Linked DNA regions of Triticum aestivum: region 1 is linked to region 2. The links are chromatin contacts, called in public Hi-C maps. All regions are on one chromosome and are shown on one strand. The core of a region is the stretch at or near the end of the contact, and the rest is flanking DNA. Distances in the headings are between cores, read along the strand shown.

Region 1 (4,800 bases), core at 1,726-4,225, 240 kb after region 2:
ACATAAATGTTTCCACCCCTTCTTAGTAAAAGAACATTGTGCAACCTCTTACTAAAATTACAGGACGCACGAGGTGGTTGATTCATTTTCTGCAATAAAATAACAAAAATAAAATTATGTCTCTCCATATTCAGATTGTGCGAAGGGACAACAAAAATTTATTTCAATTGCTCAGAAAACAATGAAATACTAAAAAAGTATAATATTATTAATAGTAGAGTGTTCATTTATTTATTTCGATTAGAGAAGCGAATAATAGACCGCATTAAAAACTAAATTTTAACAAGTAAGATAACATAGCATAAGAAATACAAAATTTTAATATCTGAAATTTAAATATCCAAATCTACCCAGTTGATATTGTTTATAAATTTAGGAGCAAGTATATGTAGCTTAATTTTTGAAAACTACGTTGTTATGATTATAATTCATTTAATCTCAATGAGTAATTAAACATATTGTGAGTGCAAACTGAAGATATACATTATTATGATCAAGATTTTACTATTTCTCTTATAAAAATGAAGGATTAGTATATAAGTTAGTTTGGTCTGTCCAACACATTCGCAACATTCAGAATTGTGTTGAATTGGCTTTTGTATCTATTTGAATCACTGGTAGGACCTTTGGTTCCTCACACTGTGTAGCTTAAGGGGTACGATCTTGAAACAATAGTATTCCATTGACTTCAACCATTTTGAAACCATACTAAATTCTGGAAGATACTCTTTAATCCAAACGCCCTCCCTTGTCGCTTCTGAAGAGGTAACGTACTTCATCATTGATGTCCTGCTTAGAACAGTTCTAACTGGAGCACTATTATGTGTATTAACATAAAACCCAAATTGAAATTGAAAAGCGTACCGAAGATTGTTGCGATGTAACTACTTATAGTATGTAAACATTTTTACACATTGCATATTTGTTTAAATGTCACAAACATTTTTTATGAAGCACATGATTTTCTTAAAATATCACTTACATGTTTTTTGAGTGGTATGAAATATTTGTTTGAATTACACGAATATTTTTTACATCGCATAACATTTTATTTAGAAAAATGTCCTGTACATTTTTCTGAAATGTGTGACAAGTTTTATAATGTCAAAAATAGTTTTGTTGAATTGTAGGAACATTTGTTACACTATTGTACATTTTTTATTGTCCATTCAACACTTTAATAAATACAACTTTCTAATTTACTTCCTCATATCCTCCAGCAATAAAAAGAACAACTTCTTCATAATATTATGTATTTAGTATTTTAAAAAACAATAAAATAACACACATTTTTTAGGCAAACTCGCCAAGCTTTATTCAATAACAATGTTTACAGCGATAAAAGAGAGATCTCCCGGTTGACCTAACCAGAAACGACAACCAGCCCCTAAATTTAGAGCATGCTTTTGCGAGGTTGTGAGCTTCAAAATTGAAGCTCCCAGACTCATGAACTATAATGCAGGCGACCCTCTCATAAAAGTCGCTACGGCACATAGCTGCGCCCGGAAAATAGGCCTCGCAAAAAAAAATCAACTGAGAAGGCCGTGTCCAATAAAAAATGAGTTATGAAGCAACAGAAACGGGGAAAGATGCATTGACAAATCTTAAAGTATTTTGCATAAAATTCTGAGATGCGACTAGTATTGACAAATCAACTGAGATGGAAGGCCACACCAGGATATGTAAGCCGGTTAGGATAAATTCTGGGAGCTCCTATTCAGTGCTGTAAGCGCCGGTTTGCGCTGTTGGCGCTCGCACGCGACACAGCGGGCCGGCCCAGCAAGCGAAAAAGCAAAACACGAAGGAAAACGTTAACGTTTATTCGGGTGAAGCGGGACTCAAACTCCGGACGCCAATGTCAATCCCCATGCACATTGACCAAGATATGCTCAAAAAAAAAATGCACATTGACCAAGATCAGTTTGACGATTACTAGAGTAAACAACCCTATTTGACCGTTCTTTCAGTAAAATATTAAACATATTGTAGCATTATATGCCCACTATAAATTATTTTGGGATAATTGATATTATGCCCCTAGTTGGGTCACACTCGACAGGTTTTCCCCAACCTTTTGAAAATACTCGTTCTTGTCCAAACCACTTTGCTTCTCTTGTGTTTTGTCCTTCCGTCTTAATTCCGTCCAGTCAAAGGCGTTTGACCGTCAGAGTGACATTTTTCTGGACCATTTTGCCCCTCCTTCCAAGTTCAGTTAAGAATCAAAGAAAAAACAATGTAACGCTTACATGTGGGGCCCAACTAAAAGCAAAAGAAAAAAAATAGAAAACATACACTCTCTCTCTCCCTCCCAAAACACCTCACTTTCCTCATCCTGGTGTCACCGCATCAGTGTTGCCGATGACGCATGACCTGCCGTCGACGCTACCCACTACCACCTCCCTCTCCCACCCCAGACACCGCCCAGCTCTGCCGACCGGCGCGCAGAGGGACTGCATGGCGGGGGCAGCCAACCCCTCGCTGAGCACACGCTGGACCTCGAGGGAACGATGTTCGTCCGTGATGGATGTGGCATCGGCAGCGCCACCGCAAGGCGTGCAGGAGGTTTCGATCTGATGCGTCGCTGGAGGTAGTTGACGGCGAGGTTTGCTTGGAGTGCTCGAGATTTGACGCGGATGGCCAGAGCCACCGAGACAAGGTGGGTCCAGAGACGGACGGCGGGGATCCTTGGGCAAGGGGCGGCGGCGATCCTTGGGCAAAGGGCGGCATCACGATGCAGGGGAGGCCAGGATCGGCGCGGGGCATGGGGTGCGGTAGAGACGGCAGATCCGGTCGTGGGAGGCTCGGGTTGGACCGGATCTGACCGGGATGGAGGTTGGGGAGGCACTGGCGGCGGGCAAATGGGCAGCAGCTGCTTGTCCCGCGGCTCAAGGTCGGGGAGGCACTGGAGTGGGTGACCGGCTGCGGGGTGAACGGGGGAGCCATGCCGGAGCTAGGGAAGGAAGAAGATAGGAAGAGGGATGGGGGCGTGGGTCCCACAGGGAAGAGAGAGGGAATGTTTTTTCTCTTGCATTTAATCGGGTCCCACATGTAAGTGTAACATTGTTTTTTTTTCTTTGACTTTTAACAGGAGTTGTAAGGAGGGGCAACATTGTCCAGAAAAATGTCTCTCTAACAGTCAAACGCCTTTGACCAGACTAATTGAGACGGAAGGGCAAAAACACAAGAGAAGCAAAGTGGTTTGGGCAGGAACGAGTATATTGGAAAAATAGGGGTAAACCTGTCCAGTGTGACCCAACTAGGGGCATAATATCAATTATCTCAATTATTTTAATAAAGAAAACATAAATTGGAAAAAGCAATCATGAAAACCACGAATTGAAAGGAATTAAAAATTTGAAAAGGTTTGTACCAATTGAAAAAAGTTCACAAAAATGGAAATTTTTCTGTATTTGAAAAAGGTTCATCGAACTTAAAAAAGTGAAACAAATTAGATAAATGTCATTTATTTAAAAAATGTTCAGAAATTCTAAAGAAAAAATCATTGATTTTTAAAAAAGTTCAACCATTTTGAAAAAACATTGATTCTATAGAAATTTTTATAGATTTCAAAAAAAAGATCACTCATTTAGGAAAAAGTAAAGAAAAGGAAAAAACAGAAAAAACTGTTCCGAGAAAAAAACCGATCAAAACCGTTCCAAGAAAAAATTAAAAAGAAAGAAGAAAGAAGAAAGAATAAAAGAAAAAATAAAGATGAAAACAAATAAAAATGGGTTAGCGCAGCGTGCAGTTAACAGGAAGTCGCGGTTCAAATCACGCCCCACGCGCTGAGGGTTTTTGGCGCGTTAGAAAAAACAGGAAGAAAAAGAAAGATGGGCCGGCCCAACTAGACGTGTGTGCGAGTGCCCGTCTGCGAAAACAATAGAAATGGATGCCTGAAGCGCCAAATAAGGAATGCCATAAATTCCAGATCATGTTGAAAGCAGATGTTGCCTGATTTTACTCCATTGCGGCGGTGGAGTGCGATGACATCTTGATGCAGATTTTACTCCTTCTCGACTCCACCGCCGACCTTGCTTGTGCCTGTGTGTCCAACCCCGCCTTCCATCGGGTCGTCATCGACCCCTGCTTCCTCCTTCGCCTCCATGCCCAACACCTGCCATCCCTTCTCGGTGTTGTCTCCGACGTCTTCCTCCCCGTCGAGCGGCCACATCCATCCACCGCCGCTGCCTGAGCGTTCGTAGACACGGGCACCACCGACTTCTCACACTCCTTCCTCCCACCTCCTGGTCCGTGGATGATCTGTGAGCACCTCAAGAAGGGAAACAATATTAGTAGGCGTGTGTTGCACTGCTGCCTCGCCGTCAGTGATCCATTGCATCGATGGTACCGCGTGCTTCCTGCCATCCCCGTGGACCTAGACACATCGTTCGGCAATGAATCAGAGGCAATAGACTTTCAACCCTTTCTTGCTTCCTCGGTTGAGGAAGAGGTTGCTCTTCCTCGCGGTGCCAACGACAATGTCTCGGCACTACCATTCAGAGTGATGTGCCCGACACGGTGCAACACAACAGAGCTGATCCTCATGGTCTTCTCGTCCTCTAACGCCGGATGAGAATGGCACACTCTTAGGTTGGACGGCTAGAGCAATTTAAATAACGGGCCAAGCCAGCCACCGTCGTGGTTGTCGCGGTGCCACAACTACGTGGGTTGTCGCGGTGCCAAAACTACGTGCACGAATGCTTCTGTTGATGGGTGGTTCACCCCGCACTCATGCTTGACGTGCGCCGGACCACGCAGAAGTTCTCCTGCATCAACCTCCCATATCGACACGATCAAATA
Region 2 (4,939 bases), core at 584-3,083:
AAAGAATTTATCTGTACACATCAGATAGCCTAGCCCATGTATCTTGTTTCCCTTGAATCTCTTGTTGTATTGTGACATTTGATGAACACAAAATGATCAAACAATTTATCTGTCAAAGTACAATGAGCATGGATTTATTTAGGATGATGAAATGATCTTGGAAAAGAATTGTTTATGCCCACACCCGCAGGTATGGGTGAAATTGACCATATCATCCTGGACCGTATCAATAAATTGACCATGACTGAAATTTGTGGTATAAAGCTTTTAAAAACAAAGGGGTTTGACAATTCGACATATCATCCTGAAATCACCAATGCACCTCAATCCTGCTAAGCTTTGGAGAAAATTAAACTTACATAAAGGGAGAAGAAAGAAAGTGTCACCTGACCGACCTACACCCGCCCAATCTGCCAGCCACCACACACCAGAAGAGAAGATCGACATGCGGGCCAGGAAGAAAGGGACCGCCTACCAGAGATAGACAGAGGGGAACAAAATGAAGCCACCGCTTAAGAGTTAAGACACATGAACCGTGCCCCTCTGTGTCCAAGGAAGGACCACCTGTCAGCGAGGTGATCCCGCGACACTGTGCGCCAGATCGAGGGGAAGGACCACATGGCAGTGAGAACATATTGCACCGACCATTAGCAGGACGACAGTCAACGAGAGCTCGGACTGCAAATGGCCTGAGAACGCCGGTATATATCCACCAGGTTTGATGCTTTATCTTGACTTCGGAAGTCAGTCCAGAACAATTGTCTATGATTAGTTTTTTTGAAACATTGGTGCCTTTGCTGGTCTATGAGTTCATATCTAATGGAACACTCTATGTCCTTGACACACTTAAGCGATTGTTAGGTTCTTGCTTTCATGGGATGATCACATTAGGATTGCAGTAGAAACTGCGACTGCTCTTGCTTATCTCCACTTAGCTGCTACAGTGCCAGTTCTCCATAGGGATGTCAAATCAGCCAATATATTGTTACATGACAATTTTCTAAAAAGGTATCTGACTTGGGTGATTTAAGATCTCTATCACTCGAAACATACTCCTGTGGCAACAATTGTACATGCACGGTAGGATTGGCTACTTAGACAAGGAGTATGAACTGACTGGGAGGAGTGATGTTTATAGTTTTGGAGTTATGCTTGTGGAGCTTCTCATTAGAAACAAGCCAGTTTTCAACCCATCTCATTATTTCGTGGAAGCATTTCATCATTTCATCAGGGAGCTCTCGTGGGAATTAGGGGTTCTCGAGTTTTGCGAGAAGCGGCTGTTGAAGAATTGTTGGTATTGCATCAATAGCAGAATCATGCTTGAGCCGAAGCAGATAGGCCAGCCATGAAAAAGATGTAACACCGTTCACACTTGTAGCGAACAATTTCTACCTCTTTCATGGTGGTTCGGTTTTCAAGTATGATTATGCTATTGACGCAATACCATCAGTTTCCTCAGCAGTTGCTTCTTGCACTGACTTGAGAATCCCACCGTGTATATTGACGTATATATGGAAGATCACACGAAAGAATTCTCCAATTCCACTGACCTCTGGCCGGAAGCGCCGCCTTCCGCCGGTCCGGGCGCCCCGGAGCTGGATCGGGCGACCCAGGACCCATCCGTCGCCGCCCCGCCGTCGATCGGGGCTCGATCGACGGCGCACGCTCGAACTCCGCCACGAGGTGTGTCACGGTGGCCGGGAGGAGGAGGCTTGGCTCCGGCCTCCGGGGATAGAAAACGCCATGGGAGGAGAAAAGAGGGGAGCTCGTGGGGGGCAAAAAGGAGTGGAGAACGTGCGGAGGAGAGCGATCGAAGGAGCGTTTCTCCCACGGGTCGTCGCCATCGTCAGTCATCGAGCACCACCTACCGGCCATGACGTTATCCCCTCGCACACTCCGCCCGCCCCTCCCGCTCCCGCTCCCGCCAACTTCAAACCGCCGCCCGCCGCCGCGTCCCTCCCGCCCTCGCCTCCCGGCGCTCGCGCGCCGCCGCAGCAGCAGCGTTCTCCTCGCCCGGCCGCCGCGCGCGGGCGCGGGCGCCGGGGACGGCGGTATGGCGTCGCACCCCACGCTGCTCGAGCACATGGGCCGGGCCGGCGCGCCCGCCGACCTCGCCGTCCTCGTCGCCCACATCCAGGCCGCCTGCAAGCGCATCGCCGCGCTCGTCGCGTCCCCCGGCAACGCCGACCTCTCGCGGGCCAAGCCGGCCGCTGCCGGTGGCGCGTCCGCGGCGGCCGGCCGCGACGCGCCCAAGCCGCTCGACGAATTGTCGGTGCGTGCCGCTTCCTCCGGTGTTTTATTTTGGTGTCGTACTGAGGTTGATTCTGAATGAATGAACTGCTTTAGCTACTAGATTCTTGGATTCTGAATTGGCGAGCTGAATTTTGTAGGGTTTGGATTGTGGACTGTGAAATGCTTTAGCTACTAGATTTATCTACATTCACAAATTTCTGCTACTAGATTAGTTTGCTTCATTTCAAAAACCGTACCTCGTCTCAAGAATGACCGTCAGTTTCCACAATAATTTCACTGTTTTTGCTCTTACTGTGTCTGAGTATCTCCAATGGAACATATGCATCTTGGCATGAATAACAGCAGTAGATTCGTGTAACCTGAATACTAACTTCATTTTCAATCCAGAACGAGATCATCCTGTCGTCGCTCCAAAGCTCCGGAAAAGTTGCGGTGGTGGCGTCTGAAGAAAACGATCTCCCCGTTTGGATGTGCGACGACGGTCCCTACGTTGTTGTCACCGACCCGCTTGATGGTTCTCGCAACATCGAGGTGTCGATCCCCACTGGAACGATATTCGGGATATACGACAGGCTGGTGGAACTCGACCAGCTCCCTGTGGAGGAGAAAGCTCAGCTCAATTCACTGCAGAGCGGCTCTCGCTTGGTCGCTGCTGGATACGTCCTGTATTCATCTGCCACTATTTTCTGCATCAGTTTCGGCGCAGGAACCCATGGATTCACATTGGATAGATCTACAGGAGAATTTGTTCTGACGCATCCTTCCATGCAAATACCCCCCAGAGGTAACTAAGATGTAGTATATCAGTATTTCTCGCTACAGAAAAAGAGATGTATATCGGTTCTTATTAGCTTCTGACCACCTTAGTTTTTATTAACTCTAGGTTGATGTTCTTTACCTAGTTCCAGTAGGGCTCGACAGGACATTGCAGAATAATTTCTTATCCTAAAATTCAAATTGTGCCTTCTCTGCCTTTAGGTGTCCAGTTTCCCCTGTGATATATGGTGCTTTAACAGTCACTTTTATCTTCCTCTCAAAATCTGCAATTGCATACAATGTCAGGACAGATATATTCAGTGAATGATGCGCGGTATTTCGACTGGCCAGAGGGCCTGAAGAAGTACATTGACACGATCAGACAAGGCAAGGGGCAGCATCCCAAGAAGTACTCGGCTCGGTACGTGTGCTCGCTGGTTGCTGATTTTCATCGGACGATCATATATGGTGGAGTCGCAATGAACCCAAGGGATCACCTTCGGTTGGTTTACGAGGCGAATCCTCTCAGTTTCCTTGCCGAGCAGGCAGGGGGGCGAGGCTCAGATGGCAAGACCAGAATCCTCTCCATTCAACCTGTGAAGCTGCACCAGAGGCTGCCATTGTTCCTGGGGAGCATGGAGGACATGCTTGAGCTAGAAAGCTATGGAGATGTCCAGCAGAAGGTCAATCCTGGATACGATGTTTAATGTTATGCGTGAGGTGAAATCTTCAGGTATTGTAATGAGGTAACCGATGTAGGGCAAAATCTACATTTGCAAGCACAATATTGTCTCTGTATTTATTTATTTATGCCACCTTGCCTAGGCAATTGCAGAGTACTGCATAGTGGAGGTTAGAAGAATTTGCTGTAGTTCACTGAAAACAAAATATGCAATATGGCTATTTTACTTTTTGTAACTTCTATACATTTTACTCTCAAGAATATATAACTTACGAGTGACCAATGTTAAATATTTAAGGCAATTTTTCTGGCAACCCTTGCATTAGCAGATCCATGTAAGCTGTAGTAGTAACCAATTTTTATGCAGCAACTGAACTTATTCATCAAACACTAGTGCTGAAAGCCTAAAACTGCGAAAATGGAAGGTCATAACAAGGACACATGAATAAACCCTGCAGATGACCGAAATACATTCCACTCTTCTATCTCTAAGCATGTTCCCATATGAGGAATTGTGACATACAGGCATACAGGTCACAGAATCACAACATACAGTGACCATTGGAAGCCAAGAAATGACACCTTAGATCAGCAAGCAGGGAGGCAAACGACAGATTGATCCCTCACATCTATCCATACAATCTATAAACATCTCTGGAAAGCGGGAGGATCACAACGAAGATAGTCACGATGTACAAAAAGATGCCGAATCTGTCCAAAGTCGGCTAAAAAATTCACTGCTCCAACGCAAGCTGCTTGTGCTTGTCCAGATCATTGAGGTAACTCGTACGAGTGTAGTCCTCTGAATCACAGGAGTCGAACATTGGGGGCTTTGTGGGTTTAGGCTTTCCCATCAGTTCGAGTGATTCCCTATCCCCCTTCATGAAACGGACCACCTGCAACCAAACGCGTCACTTCATCAGTTTACAGTGTTCATTCTGCGATCGAGGCGACAGGTGCACCCAAATCACTCACCGATTTCATGCTAGGCCGCAAGTTTGCGCTGTGGTGGATGCACATGGATGCCACTGCCAGGGTGAGTGCCATCTCTTCTGGGTCATATCCAACATCAAGAGAAGGATCCACCAGCCCCTTCATGTTGTTTGACTCGAGCAGCGGTTTCGCCTTTGAGATGATCAAGAAAATTTTATTAATTCAAAGGATTCCAGAAGCACGTAACTATCTTTCTTTATGTTTTCCATACATATTCTTAACTTACAGTTGAGTCAGTTTGCTATATTTATATGT

Evidence for each region. A called contact is a pair of places that touch in the nucleus more often than the background predicts.
Region 1: a contact with region 2 is called in a Hi-C map of leaf, with 3 times the contacts expected there. The contact joins the enhancer-like site here to the promoter of LOC123160623 in region 2. A contact is called at or near these places in 3 of 5 Hi-C or Micro-C datasets (all in leaf).

Annotation. Positions count from the first base shown.
Region 1 is chr7B:660,353,661-660,358,460 of IWGSC CS RefSeq v2.1, forward strand. No RefSeq gene overlaps it. Among protein-coding and RNA genes, the nearest start is that of LOC123161601, 85 kb to the right of the region's middle. Within about 2 kb of position 2,976, at least 8 of the 8 cell types and tissues checked have an H3K27ac peak or open chromatin away from gene starts, as enhancers often do. A contact at or near this core is called in leaf, where this site is marked.
Region 2 is chr7B:660,110,511-660,115,449 of IWGSC CS RefSeq v2.1, forward strand. It overlaps LOC123160623 (fructose-1,6-bisphosphatase, chloroplastic), which reads left to right and starts at 1,834. Exons shown (of 3, transcript XM_044578441.1): 1 at 1,834-2,272; 2 at 2,641-3,037; 3 at 3,316-3,981. The coding sequence starts at 1,874. The coding sequence ends at 3,716. LOC123160622 (putative protein FAR1-RELATED SEQUENCE 10) reads right to left here and starts at 1,794. Exons shown (of 5, transcript XM_044578437.1): 1 at 1,551-1,794; 2 at 1-109. LOC123160620 (receptor-like cytosolic serine/threonine-protein kinase RBK1) reads right to left here. Exons shown (of 8, transcript XM_044578436.1): 7 at 4,667-4,816; 8 at 4,138-4,587. The coding sequence ends at 4,426.